Regions from separate parts of the Zea mays genome. Here regions 1 and 3 are each linked to region 2. The links are chromatin contacts, called in public Hi-C maps. All regions are on one chromosome and are shown on one strand. The core of a region is the stretch at or near the end of the contact, and the rest is flanking DNA. Distances in the headings are between cores, read along the strand shown.

The links. A called contact is a pair of places that touch in the nucleus more often than the background predicts.
Region 1: a contact with region 2 is called in a Hi-C map of ear, with 2.7 times the contacts expected there. The contact joins two enhancer-like sites. A contact is called at or near these places in 2 of 25 Hi-C or Micro-C datasets (ear and tassel).
Region 3: a contact with region 2 is called in a Hi-C map of leaf, with 3 times the contacts expected there. The contact joins the promoter of LOC100285140 here to the enhancer-like site in region 2. A contact is called at or near these places in 2 of 25 Hi-C or Micro-C datasets (leaf and tassel).

The regions. Positions count from the first base shown.
Region 1 is chr7:109,603,376-109,607,614 of Zm-B73-REFERENCE-NAM-5.0, forward strand. No RefSeq gene overlaps it. Among protein-coding and RNA genes, the nearest start is that of LOC100285140, 17 kb to the left of the region's middle. Within about 2 kb of position 2,981, at least 11 of the 20 cell types and tissues checked have an H3K27ac peak or open chromatin away from gene starts, as enhancers often do. A contact at or near this core is called in ear and tassel, where this site is marked.
Region 2 is chr7:110,024,269-110,028,251 of Zm-B73-REFERENCE-NAM-5.0, forward strand. No RefSeq gene overlaps it. Among protein-coding and RNA genes, the nearest start is that of LOC100283450, 18 kb to the right of the region's middle. Within about 2 kb of position 1,788, at least 19 of the 20 cell types and tissues checked have an H3K27ac peak or open chromatin away from gene starts, as enhancers often do. A contact at or near this core is called in ear, leaf and tassel, where this site is marked.
Region 3 is chr7:109,585,546-109,589,733 of Zm-B73-REFERENCE-NAM-5.0, forward strand. It overlaps LOC100285140 (RING-H2 finger protein ATL1I), which reads right to left and starts at 2,869. Exons shown (of 1, transcript NM_001158034.2): 1 at 2,148-2,869. The coding sequence starts at 2,766. The coding sequence ends at 2,317.

The DNA.
Region 1 (4,239 bases), core at 1,731-4,230, 420 kb before region 2:
CTTCACAAAATGGACTGAAGCCGTTGCTCTAAAGAACATGACACATAAGGAGGCAATTTAGTTTATAACTGAGCATATCATTCATAGATTCGACATTCCCCAAACTTTGACTATGGACTAGGAGACTTACTTTATGTTAAAGGGGATACGTGAGTTTGCCGAATTATATAAGATCAAAATTTTCAATTCTTCTCCATATTATGCTCAGACCAATGGACATGCCGAGTATAGTAATAGGACATTGATTAGCCTAATAAAGAAGAAGATATATGACCACCCTAGGCATTGACATAAGAGTTTGTCTGAGGCTTTGTGGGATCATATAATATCTAAACATTTTGCTACTAAAGTCTCTCCTTATGAACTTGTTTATGGCCAGGAGGTTGTCTTGCCTCTGAAGATAAGCCTAACTGTCGGAGATTATCATAATTTGATGATGGACAATATTGATGAAGTAACCAACAAAAGATTGGTGGCTCTAGGAGGGATTGAGAAATACAAGATTCTGGCTGCCAAAACTTACAATAAGAAGGTCAAGGCGAAGTCATTCCTAGTTGGGGACCTGGTGTGGAAGACCGTCTTGCCACTAAGAAGCACGGACCGGAAATTCGGTAAATGGTCACCAAGCTAGGAGGACCTAAACCTTAAAACCTAAACCCTAAACCTTACAGAATCACACAAGTAATAACTGGTAATGCCTACATATTGTAAACTTTGCAAGGTGAAGACCTACCCAAGACACTGAATGGTCGTTTCTTAAAGCAATATCATCCTATTATGTGGCAAGATGCTTAGTAAACCGTTGTTGTCACATCGAGTTGTTCCCAACTTGCACCAGTGCTTTTGGTTCGCTCAGCTTCGCCAAAAGGCAGGGGCATGTGTTGAGCACCGTTTGTGGCACTGGGCACGACTGGACGGTCCGGCCTACGGATAGTGCACCCTTAGGCACGGACAGTCTACGATTAGATCAGAACAAGCGAATTAAGCTCCTATCTCCATGCATGTTTATCTCTCCAAACTCGTGGGAGTTGTTGGAGGACGCCTAGGAACGAGTCCAAACCTATCCCTTATATATTTGAAGGAGTAGGATCGATTGAATTAATCAACAATCGAACAAAATCAACATATCTTCCATTCCTTTACTTTTTTTCCCTAAGAGTAGACAACAACTTAGCCTTCTTCACCTCTCTTCGACTATACGTCGTCTGGAGGCATCTTGGGTGGCCTGCCGATCCCAAGACAAACCATAGGATCTCTGCTCCTTGACGGGGTCCCTTCCGGGGGTCAGATCCAGGTTGGCCAACGCCGCCGCCTCTGCACACACGCGGACCATCTGGCTCGCCGCCGCCTCTGCACACACGCGGACCCTATGCCACGAACCGTATGTGCTGTCACATAGAGCACCACCGTCGGTACACCTTGCAGTAATTGACGCTCAAATCGGCGCCAGCATAAGCGAATCATCCGCGTAACAAAATTTATGGCTTTGTAACGCACGCGTAAAAGACAAATGACTTGCATGTAAACAAGAAGAAATTTTTAGGTGGAAGGCTCCTGAAGAGGATCATGATGCAAAGCCGCCTTGACAGGTCCTCCCAAAGAACACACAGATGATAGTGGATTTTTACTTACCCTTGTGCACATAGGGATTACCCTAGCCATACATTTTGTGTTGAGATTCGTGCAGAAAAGAGACAGGTGGACCGAAAAACTCAGAGTAGATGATAGATATTATATCAAGATTTGTGCAGCAACACAAGAGAGGCGTCGAGGTAGCCCTTGTAGCCACAAGGGCATGGGCAGGGATGACAATTTAACTCGTAAACCTGAAACCCGACGGGTACCCAACCCGATGGGTGCGGGTATGGGTGGAGATTTTGACCTGTGGATGCAACCCGCACCCGACCCAAAATTTTGTTCATTCTTTTGCGTAAAAATATTTAAGATATAATAGTAATTATTTTTAATAAGTAACTTGGATATTCATAAAATGTTTTGTTGTTGCTCAAACGTGAGAAAACTTAAAATTCATAGATATAAATTAATTATTATCGGTGCTAATTTGCTTATAGCTGAATTATTGTTCAAAAGTGTACGCAAAGTAAAAACCTTCGGGTGACCCGAAACCCGACGGGTTCGGGTGTGGGTTTGAAATTACGCCCGCAGTTGCGGACGAGTTTAGGTAGGCTTCACGGGTGAGGTTGCGGGCGGGTTTTTGCTCCACCAGATCCGCAACTAAAGTAATCTGCTGAGAGGGGCGTGGGAGAAAAAAACGCGGCTATAGCAACAGCTGCTGCTCTACAGCGAAAGCTTCCAATAAAATGACTCGGAGTAATGATGCATTTATATTTCTCTAATGTCTCCACTGAGTTAAGTTCCCAAAATCCAAAAGTTTACAATAATATCACATGCATAGGTATATTATGAAAATATATTTCATGATCAATCCAATGATTTTTATATAAATTTGGTCAAGCTCAAGATATTATAATTTAATAATGCAGTAGGATTACATTCGATTCCTTTGTAGGTCAGAACGAGTGTATACAACAGTTGTGATGAGCAGTGGAAACTAATAACTTAATTTCTAGACGTTGAGGTATACATGCATGAGCCAAAAAATGCCACACTTTAGCCTAGCAGTTTGATGACGTTCTTCAAGAAGGTCTCGGATTCTCGGCGTATGGTTACTCGACTTGTGTGTTTACAAAAGCTGTGGAAAAGTGACTCCCCAGTCAAACGCTCTGATGGCCACTCCTCCTCCATGAGAGCAGACTTGCTTGCCATTTTCCGGGGCCGTCACCGCTAAAAAGGCGCTGCGGCAGCGAGAGACGACAACAAGAACTAGTGTTCCAACACAGCAGCCTCCTTTTCCCATGCCTCCTGAAACGACGATTCCCCTCGCCCCCATCATTACGATGCTACACATGGCCGGACGGATATGAATAGTATGGGGACAGATTGCATTGCAAAAGCCATCTTCCTTGCAACTGCGTGCACGCAGTAGTAGGCCGGCTAGAAAGTGCCCGCAGGCTCTGCTGCCGCATTGTCCATCTATATATCCGGGAGACACACAAATAAAATCTAGTCAAAGTCTGAATAATGGACGACACACATCGATTGAGATGCAACTTTTGTCTCAGAGATTGCTTGTTGTTCGTCACACATGCATGTGAGGCGTGAGGTAGCTAGAGGAGAGGTGGAGCAAGCAACAGCTACTCATGCAGTCATGGCTTTGTTCGAAGCCTTTCTCTCTTTTCTTTGCTGGTCTTCCCAATGATGCGTTTCGTGCTTGCTGGTAAGCACACACTCTCGGCTCTCCCGCATGCTTTCCAACCCTTGTGTGTCTGCGGCTTGCTCCCCATGATTGCCCACATGAGAGGGGGGCAATCCTTGGCTCCGTCCTGGGACAACTGCACTTAGGCAGGCAGGATCTATGTCGGCTAATGAGACAAGGCCCAACCACAAACCACACAAGACTGATGCTGTGTGGCAATCCACCACTAAGGCTAGCTGCTTCCTTGCACCTTGCCGCCTTGCGGGATCTATTTGTTTTCTCTCTTCTTGTCACAAGACAAGCATGCAAGTACACGGGAACAAACAGATGAGAAGCTTTAGTGCCTAACTAAATTGGATTTTGTGTACGTATGTGTCTACCTATGGCGCCATATGCACAAGTAGGCCAGGTGTGCAACAAACTTCTAGTTAACAATCTGATTAAAATACTTAACTACTGGTCCTGCTAGTTGGAAATTGTCAAGGTGAGACGCATGAAAGATCTCCCTTGGCCTGCATTGCGTGCTGATGTTTTTTTTTATCCTCATGTGTGTGAAAGGTAGTTTTGCTGTGTAGTGTATGCAGGGTTCCAGCTTGTTGATGTCGATTGGGAAACAGGCGCCAAATAGCTTTCAGCTGTTAGTTTACCTGCTTGTCTTGTTTCAGCTATTTCATCATTATGTCATTTTCGCTGAAATTGAGTAATCGCTTCGATGTATGTGGCAGCAGTATATATATTACCAGTCGGTTACCTGTGCGTTGCGATGGCTCACAACAATATACACATAAATTATCCATAAAAAATCTCAAGATTTTTTATTGATTGTCTCCGCTCTTCACATAATATTTTTACGGGTACCATAGACAGCAAATCAGAGACCACCGTCCCTTGTCTCCTCCACTTCCAATGTTTCGTAGAGCACGAGGGGAAGGGAAGAGACGGACATACCTGTTCGTTACCGG
Region 2 (3,983 bases), core at 538-3,037:
AACAGAACAGCACGATTCACCGTAGTTGGTACTTGACAACGCACAGGACCTTGAATCTCGCGCTTCAAGCCTTTAACAAACTGAGCGACAAAGAAAATCTCATCCAGCTGAGGATTATGGACAGCAGTACTGTAACGCAAATCATCAAATACTGAAACATATTCCTCAAGAGAGCCAGTCTGTCTCAAATTCAACAGATCATCCATAGCTTTAGGATATTCATACAATCCAAATTGATCCAACACAGCAGAAGAAAAGTGCTCCCAATTCCCCAAAGCATGATGAAGTTTAAAGACCTGAAGCCACTTGGCTGCCTTCCCTTCCATATGCATGGAAGCAGCCATTACCCAGATAGAGCGGGATACCTGATACATCTGAAAATAATCATGGCACTTGTCCAGCCAAATCGAAGGAGATTCACCACCAAACTTGGGAAAGGAAAACTTCATGAACGGAGGAGGTGCCTCGCCAAATTCCTGATGCCCATCTGGTTCATGACGGCCACCGCGCTCCCCATGCCGACGACGATGACCACCACGATCGTGTGGAGCACGATGTCCCCTAGGAGGAACATCACGCCTCAGATCAGAAGCAAACACAGGTGAAGTCGAAGGCGACGCAGGAGATCCATCCCCAAACTGTTCCATGCCAGCCGCCATCTGCTCCAATGTAAACGAAGCCACCCGCTTGCCTGTCTCGGCAATCTGGCGTGCCATCTCATCACGAGCGCGCGCCGCTTGCTCAGCCACCGAATTCGCCAACGACTGTTGTCCCGCCAACTGCTGTTGAGCGCGCTCCACCGATTCGATCCTCTGCACGATTGTATCCAGGGTGCTCAACACTTGATCCCACTTCACTGCTCCAGCCTTCTCAGCAGCCGCCATCGCCTCCAGCACAAATGAGGTCTGGACCGATGGACGCGGTGGTGGAGCCGTGATGACGATCAGTCCACAGTCGACGCAGCGCACAACAAGTCGACGTTGGAGAAGCACGTGAGAAGAAGAAGCGCGGCCGAAGAAAACTGAATCTGATACCAATTGTACTGACCCTTGGCCACCGGCGCACCCCAAACGCCGAGACGTGAGACAGCAGAAGAACCGGAAGGGAATCACGGTGGGGAAATAGAAACTGACGCAAGGTGTGATTCTGTTTTTCCTTCTGTTATTTCTCCAATCCCTGATTCTGTTACAGACACGGCTTATAAGCCACTATGACAGCTAATGACAGCTAATGACTATGGCCCACCATATGGCCTAAAAGTAGTTAATCATCCAACAAAGCTACTCAGACCTTCGAAGTCGTCACAGAAATACGGTGCAAGCAGCGACGGTGCACGCGCGAACGAAGAACCGCCCCGATGCCAGCGAGGAATTAACTTTCGATGCACCGAATCCGCGCCCCACACCCGGTACAAATCTGCACGGTGCGCAACGGCGAACGCCGACAGCTGGTCACGAGGTCGCGGTCACGACGTATTTCGGAGCGCAGCGATGGCGGCGCCTACACTCAGATCCTCGAAGTCTCTCTGCGTAGTGGTACATGCGAGCTGAGGGGAAAGGAATAGGCCTGCCCACTTATCCTGCGGCGTCCGACTGCACGCGAATTCTGCCCCAGTGGTTGCGCCCGCGGGAGCTGCAGAGCGGCGGTTATGGTGCTCACCAATGCGGGCGACGCGGACACGAGCACCTGATGAGGTTTGGCAGCTGACAAGCGGGACCCAGTCAACAGAGATCGAAGCTAGGCGTGCCCAGGAGTCACAGACATGCGGGCCCCACACGTAAGTGGCATCGCACCAGCTAGCGTGTTGCCAAGGCTGGGGCGGCTGACGCGCCGAGCCCGTATGTCAGCACCACAGGCAAGCGCAGGCGGATTGATGGGCTGAGAAAAGGGAGAATGGGCCGAGGACGGAGGAAAATCGGCCCAGGTAGGTATAGGGAGCCCTTTTTCTTTTCTTTTATAAATTTTCTGCTTTGTTTTCGAATTCCAAATTTCAAGTGTTCAAACCAAAGTCAATTTCTAATTTTTTTGGATTTCAAATTTCCAAAAATCAAACATATCCCTAATGGGAATTTAAACTCTACTGTTTATCATATTATTATTTATTTTCCTTGTCATTTATTTACCAAAGGAATAAATGGTTCCATAATTTTTTTTCTTTCTCATTTTCTATTTTATATTTTCATTTATAATTTGAGGTCAAGTTTAAATTAGGATTCCTTATTGCAATAAAATGTATTACCACAAATTCATAAGTATGAGATGCCCACTCTTTCATATGATTATTTTAATATTTTTAATTGATTATGAACAGGAATTGCCTACTAATTTCCAAAGGCTTCAAAAATTCTAGAATCTCTATCATAGATATTATTATTTCTTTGTTTTATTATTATTATTATTATTTTACCAATTTTGGGCTTTACAGTACTCGAGCCCCTACTCAGTGTAGTCTGTTTAGGAGGTCTGTCCTGTCTTTTTAGTTTTACTCTCCTTCGCACATCCCCATCGCAAGGATGGAGGGAGGTGAACAAAACCACACTTTCCTCGATGGGCTAGCAATGGTGCTCGGTGAGTTACAAACGAGTAATCTAATTGAGGCCCTAGTTCCTTCAGCAGGATCAAAGCTTGGGGTTCGCTGTGGGCCGTCATCATACTCTTGGGTGCCGACTTATATAATTGTCGATACCGTTCGACCGAAACCAAGGGCTTGTTGTCTCTCTCCACGATAAACCATGAGTAGACTCTCCTAGGACTCGAACATGAGCTGGCAAGGCCCTTAACATTTCGTACGTCAGGGTCTTGGTGTGCCCATCTCTGACTATCCCTCACTCTATTTTCGTTGGATCGATGGCGAGCTATCACAACCCAACCAAGTTATCGGGACCACATACACCAATATTTGCCCTTAAGGCCTCAAATGGATATGTAAGTATACCAGATAACTTACTCGGGGTGCCGAGTTTTGATGAACTCATTCAATCTTTTCCCAAAGATCATTCACCCGTGATTGAGAACATTACAATAATCATACATTTGGAAACATAAACATTAACATAGGAGATTGAGCAGAAATATTTATAATAAAATAATAAACATTAGCAAAGTTAAGTTTACAAAAGTACAAAGTAGTGCTTATTACATACCCGGATAGTATCAAAGTGCTACTTATTACATAAGCTAAGAATAATTAAAAGGTCACCAAAGTGAGCCTAACAGAAGTAGGGTATATGCAAACTCTCTCCTGCAATAACATAGGGAATAAAACTCTGAGTACACAATTACTCAGCAAGACTTATCCGACTAAAGAAAAGACTCTCAAGGGATGCTAATTGATTTGGAATCATGGTAAAGGTCATCAATGTTCAAAGACTCTAGTTTTGTGTAAAAGCTTACTATTACTTGATCCTTAAGCCAAAATTTTACTTTCCAAGTTAAGTTATTACCTTTCTCTAGATTAGCCTAATCTAGCTCATTCACTTGGCCTAATCTAGATCCTTTTTAAATAAAAATCTTGTTATACTTGTTACTACGATGTAGGGCAGTAATCTAATCTTCATATACGAGAAGTAACGATGATCTGAATCGATTAATACCTAGCTAGGGATCTCCAACCACACGACATATGTAGCACTTAACCCTTGCATAAGTCAACCTGTACTTGGGTTTCTGAAGACCAATATAGGTTCACACCAACCGAGAGAACAATACCCCACCATCCAGCCTCTTGCTAGGTGGGCACACGTACTCTCGCCATCTCTCCACTCCCATTGCGTGGTCATCCTTTCTAGTATTGGTCCGGCCGAGGCAAGGGTTACCATGACGAGGCATGTGGCCAGCTAAAAGGTCCTAGATCAAGAAGCCTACTTTTGTTGTGGTCCTTAATCAACACAGACGGGCGACCTTTCTAGCTCAACGTCTGGTCTCATTTTACACTATTTCTCAAAACTTGTACTTGTCAGAGATACAGTGCTTAAATGATGAAT
Region 3 (4,188 bases), core at 1,619-4,118, 440 kb before region 2:
GCGCACGACGGTGCTGAGGGAGTGGCTGAGGGATGTAGCAGGGATTCTGAATCGAACTTGCTTGGCGAGGGGGCCAACTTTGGGCGGCCCGCGACAGCGGATTTGAGGCCTTAATGTGCCATGGCTGATAGCTTTGTCGGCGAGGTGGGGAGCTGGGGAGCATGACTAGGACGCGAGGCGTGGGGTGAGATGGGGTGCGGGCGGTAGCTTGTGGCCTGATCTATCGACCTATGCGGTTGTTTGAGGCTGGAAGCCAAGCAGTTTGATTAACGAGGACGGACGGTAAGTCCTCTGCCCCCATGGAGAGCACAACCATCTCCGGAGCAAACCAATCTTGGGCCTTAGGGACTAGATGCTAAAATAGCCCATTAGCTGAGCAATGTAAGCCAACAAGGACCATTAGGTGAGAAATAAAACAACTTTTTACGACCCGCATCCAACTATATATTCAGTGTACGTAATTGTTATGTGGAATCCAAACTTTAGATAGTGGCAATTGTGAACCCCTTAGTTGTTGCTTTTGCTCCTCCAAAAACAACTTATACTCTAAACTATGGTGCTAATTTGTTTCATATTCCGTAATAGTGAAGTGTTTATTTGTGTTATTTCTTAGGTACATCTATGATTGTAAACGACATGGATATCATCCGATCGTCCGAAGAGACCAATTATCGTTGGATAGTTTTTTTGGGGGTTATCCGTAACATATCCAGATTTCGGATTCGGATCCATATACTAAAGTTTGGATATCAGATACAAATATGTGATGACTGATATCCGGATATCTTCTTGGATATATCTTCTCGGATATATTTTTTGGATAGTTGTGTGTATTTTGATGATTTTTTGAAGAAAATAATAATAACACACAAATAGACTCAGAAATTCACAAAATTTTATGGAAGCACAACATATATCCATATATAATTCTAAAAAATATTTAGACCATAGAATCCATAAGATACCATTGTTTCTTTCATTTTCACTTCCACTTGTTGCATGAGTTACACGTGAAATCACTCTAAATATTCATGGGCGGAGGCGGCTTGACACGGGCGGCATGGCAACGACGAGCTCCTAGCGCGGGCGCGAGGAGGAAGAAAGGAAAGGGGCTAACACGTGGGGACTGACTTTCAGAGAGAGAGAGAGAGAGAGAGAGAGAGAGAGAGAGAGAGAGAGAGAGAGAGAGAGAGAGAGAGAGAGAGAGAGAGAGAGAAAGAGAGAGAGAGAGGGAGAGGGGAAAGGGATGGGAGGGGGCGGCGCTGGCGAGCCGGCTTGCCGAAAGCAAGTGTGGGCCGAGGCTGGGGAGAAGATTTCCTTTTTCTTTTTCTCAGGATTTTCTAATTATTTTTCTTTTATTTCAATACAAGGAGATATAATTATACACTTAGATAATTTGCTTAACCACAATAATCTTGGAACAAAAATACTCCTTTGGGGAATAATACTTTTTAGGGTAGACCCCAAAACTTAATAAAAATAATTTTCACATAAAAGAAACAATTAAGGTACCAAAGTAAACTTCTTTTGAAATGCTTTATCAAACAAAAGAGATGCTCAAAAGATGAATGCACCACACACTTTAAATTCAAAATTTGAAAATAATTATCCTCTTCTAAGTTCTCGTGCTCGTGTTTTATTTGGTGTTTAAACGAAAACGTCCGATGCTCCATAATAGCCTGTTTTTCCTGTGTTTCTTAGTGTCTTTTCGTTTTGGTTTCTTGTATCTTGTACCTTGAACTCTTGCATGATCTTTATGTCTTCTTCAATGAATCTTCTAATGACTTTTTTTTGATGTGTCTATCTTCTCGATGGTCACTTTGCCTTGGTCCAAATCCATGTTACATCATTTGAACTATATTCATAGGTAGTAGCAAATAATGATTGTCAAACTAATTTTATTAATTATCAAACATCAAAACTTAATTATCAAATGGAACTCGGTCCATTTTCCTTGTATTCTACAAAAACAAGTTCTCTCACGTAGGTTGAGCACAAATAAAAATCCACTCCAGCTACCTGTTTTGATCATTCCTCTCCTCCACTTCCAAGTTCCAAGTCATATCTTGGTCGACTGATCTAAACATGTAAGTAATGGTATAACCAAACAAGATTGTGCAGTCACCCTTCTAGCCAGTGATCGATGAGAGCTCTAATTCCACATGAACTAGTCTACTAGTCGCAGTTAACTTTGCATTTGTATCCGCTATAGTCAAACAAACACCACGGAACTATATGGCGCCGCTTCTTGTACGTGTCATAGACAGAGCCGTCAGGCAGCACCGCAGCTGTAGGCTGCCTGCTGATCCGGCTTGGCTACGGCGCTCTGGTCGTCCGTGACGGCCGGGACCGGGAGGGCGCGCGGCAGGTGGGGCAGGACGCGCGCGTGGCGAGCCAGGCTTGCACGCAGGCGTCGTGGTATGCGTGGCCGCACGCCGGGAGCACGCGAACGCGCTCGCCGCCCTCCGGGTCGAGCTCGGACAGGCAGATGGCGCAGTCGGCCTCCGCCCACACGGCGCCGGCGCCGGCGCCGTCCACGGCTTGGGAGGGGGGCTTAGGATCCTGCGCCTCCCGCGCGGCGCGGCGGCGCTCGAGGCATTGGAGGAGGAAGCGCGCGGTGTGGTAGAGGCAGACGGCGGCGCAGGAGGAGTAGGCGAGGAGGAGGACGACGGCGGAGAGGCGGGAGAGAAATGTATCGCCCCACGGGTCGATGGGAGTCGGAGGCTGCGCGGGTGACGGTGGTGGTGATGAGGAGTTGTTGATCATGGTCGCAGGTGCCGCCGTGCCGGTGGAGGGAGGGCGAGGCGGTGTGGCCGCTGCTCCGGTGCGCAGCGCTAGCGCCTGGCGCCATGCATGTGTCCTTTGGGCTGGCTGGAGCTTTTGTGGCTTGGACTTTTAGAGGCCGTGTGTGTGTGTGACAAGGCCGCCGCAGCGTGAAATCTGTTAGTTGGGCTAAAAATGGGCTGTCTAGATACTGCACCCTTCGGTTTGTTACTTTGTTGGGCTTTTTGTAGGAAACTACTGCATCTCTATTTGGTCTGGAGATGACGCGCCGGATCCTTTTTTCTCGTGAAGAAAAAAAGCAGCAGAGAGATGGTGCAACGCAAACAGAGGAGAGTATCCACTTCCATTTTTCTCAGCTAAAAAAAATAAGAATATACTGTACGTCCTATTGCGTGCAGAAATATTACAACAGCAGCAGATCGACGTGCGATCAGTTTGAAGTTTCAGGCTTTCAGCCACTTGTCGCACGAGATTACAAAAAACGCTTTCGCGCTCGTCTCGGGTACGGTCCTGCAAAGATGGCACAGCAGCACAACGGCACCGCCCATGGCCGTTTCAGCGAAGAGAAAGGCCTGCCCCCGCCCGGACCTGGAGAGGATAAGGAGCCGTCGCCGTCTGGACATCTGGACCTTCCCTCTCTCTATCTCTCTCTCTCTCTCCCCCGTGCCGGCACCGTCTGTGTGAATGGAGCGCCCGAAATCTGCATGGAGTTGATGGCAATGCTGATGGCAACCTGCTGGTTTATCTGTATGCGGAAACCCGCAACAAACCGTGATGCTGCCGGATACGCATACGCAGCAGCAGGGGTGGTCTTGTCTTCCAGAACGAATCCTACAGATAGCGGCAGCGGTTGCTCGCAATGCTAACCACGCACCTTTCTCTTGATCTTGATTGGGTTTTGTGTATGCACAAGCCTCGTGGACTTTATTTACACTATCTAGAATTTCCTATCTAGAATTTCCGAGTGTTTTGTTTGGTCCACGGGACAAAAAAGTCTCAGGGTCCCTATGAATCAACTGAAGCACTCGAGAAGAATAGAATTCTAGATTCATTTTTTGTAGTCAGACTATCTAAACTTTTTTCGTGACCTATTTTATAGAAAAAAATACTACCTCCATTCTTAAATATTTTTAAAAAACTTTGACAGCTCGTCTTATTCAACAAAAATGTGAAATATTGTTTATTTTGCTATAATTTGTTTTATCACTTGAGGTAATTTAAGCGTGACTTGAAATTTTATATTTTCGAATAAGACAAGTGGTCAAAGTTTTTTTTTAAAAATCAACGGCGTCATATATTTAAAAACGGAGGGAGTACCATCGTTTATGTTGAGGAAGCTGTTGAGCACTGTTTGTGGCACTGGGCATGCCCGAGTGGACCGGCCTGCCTTAGGCCCGGACAGTC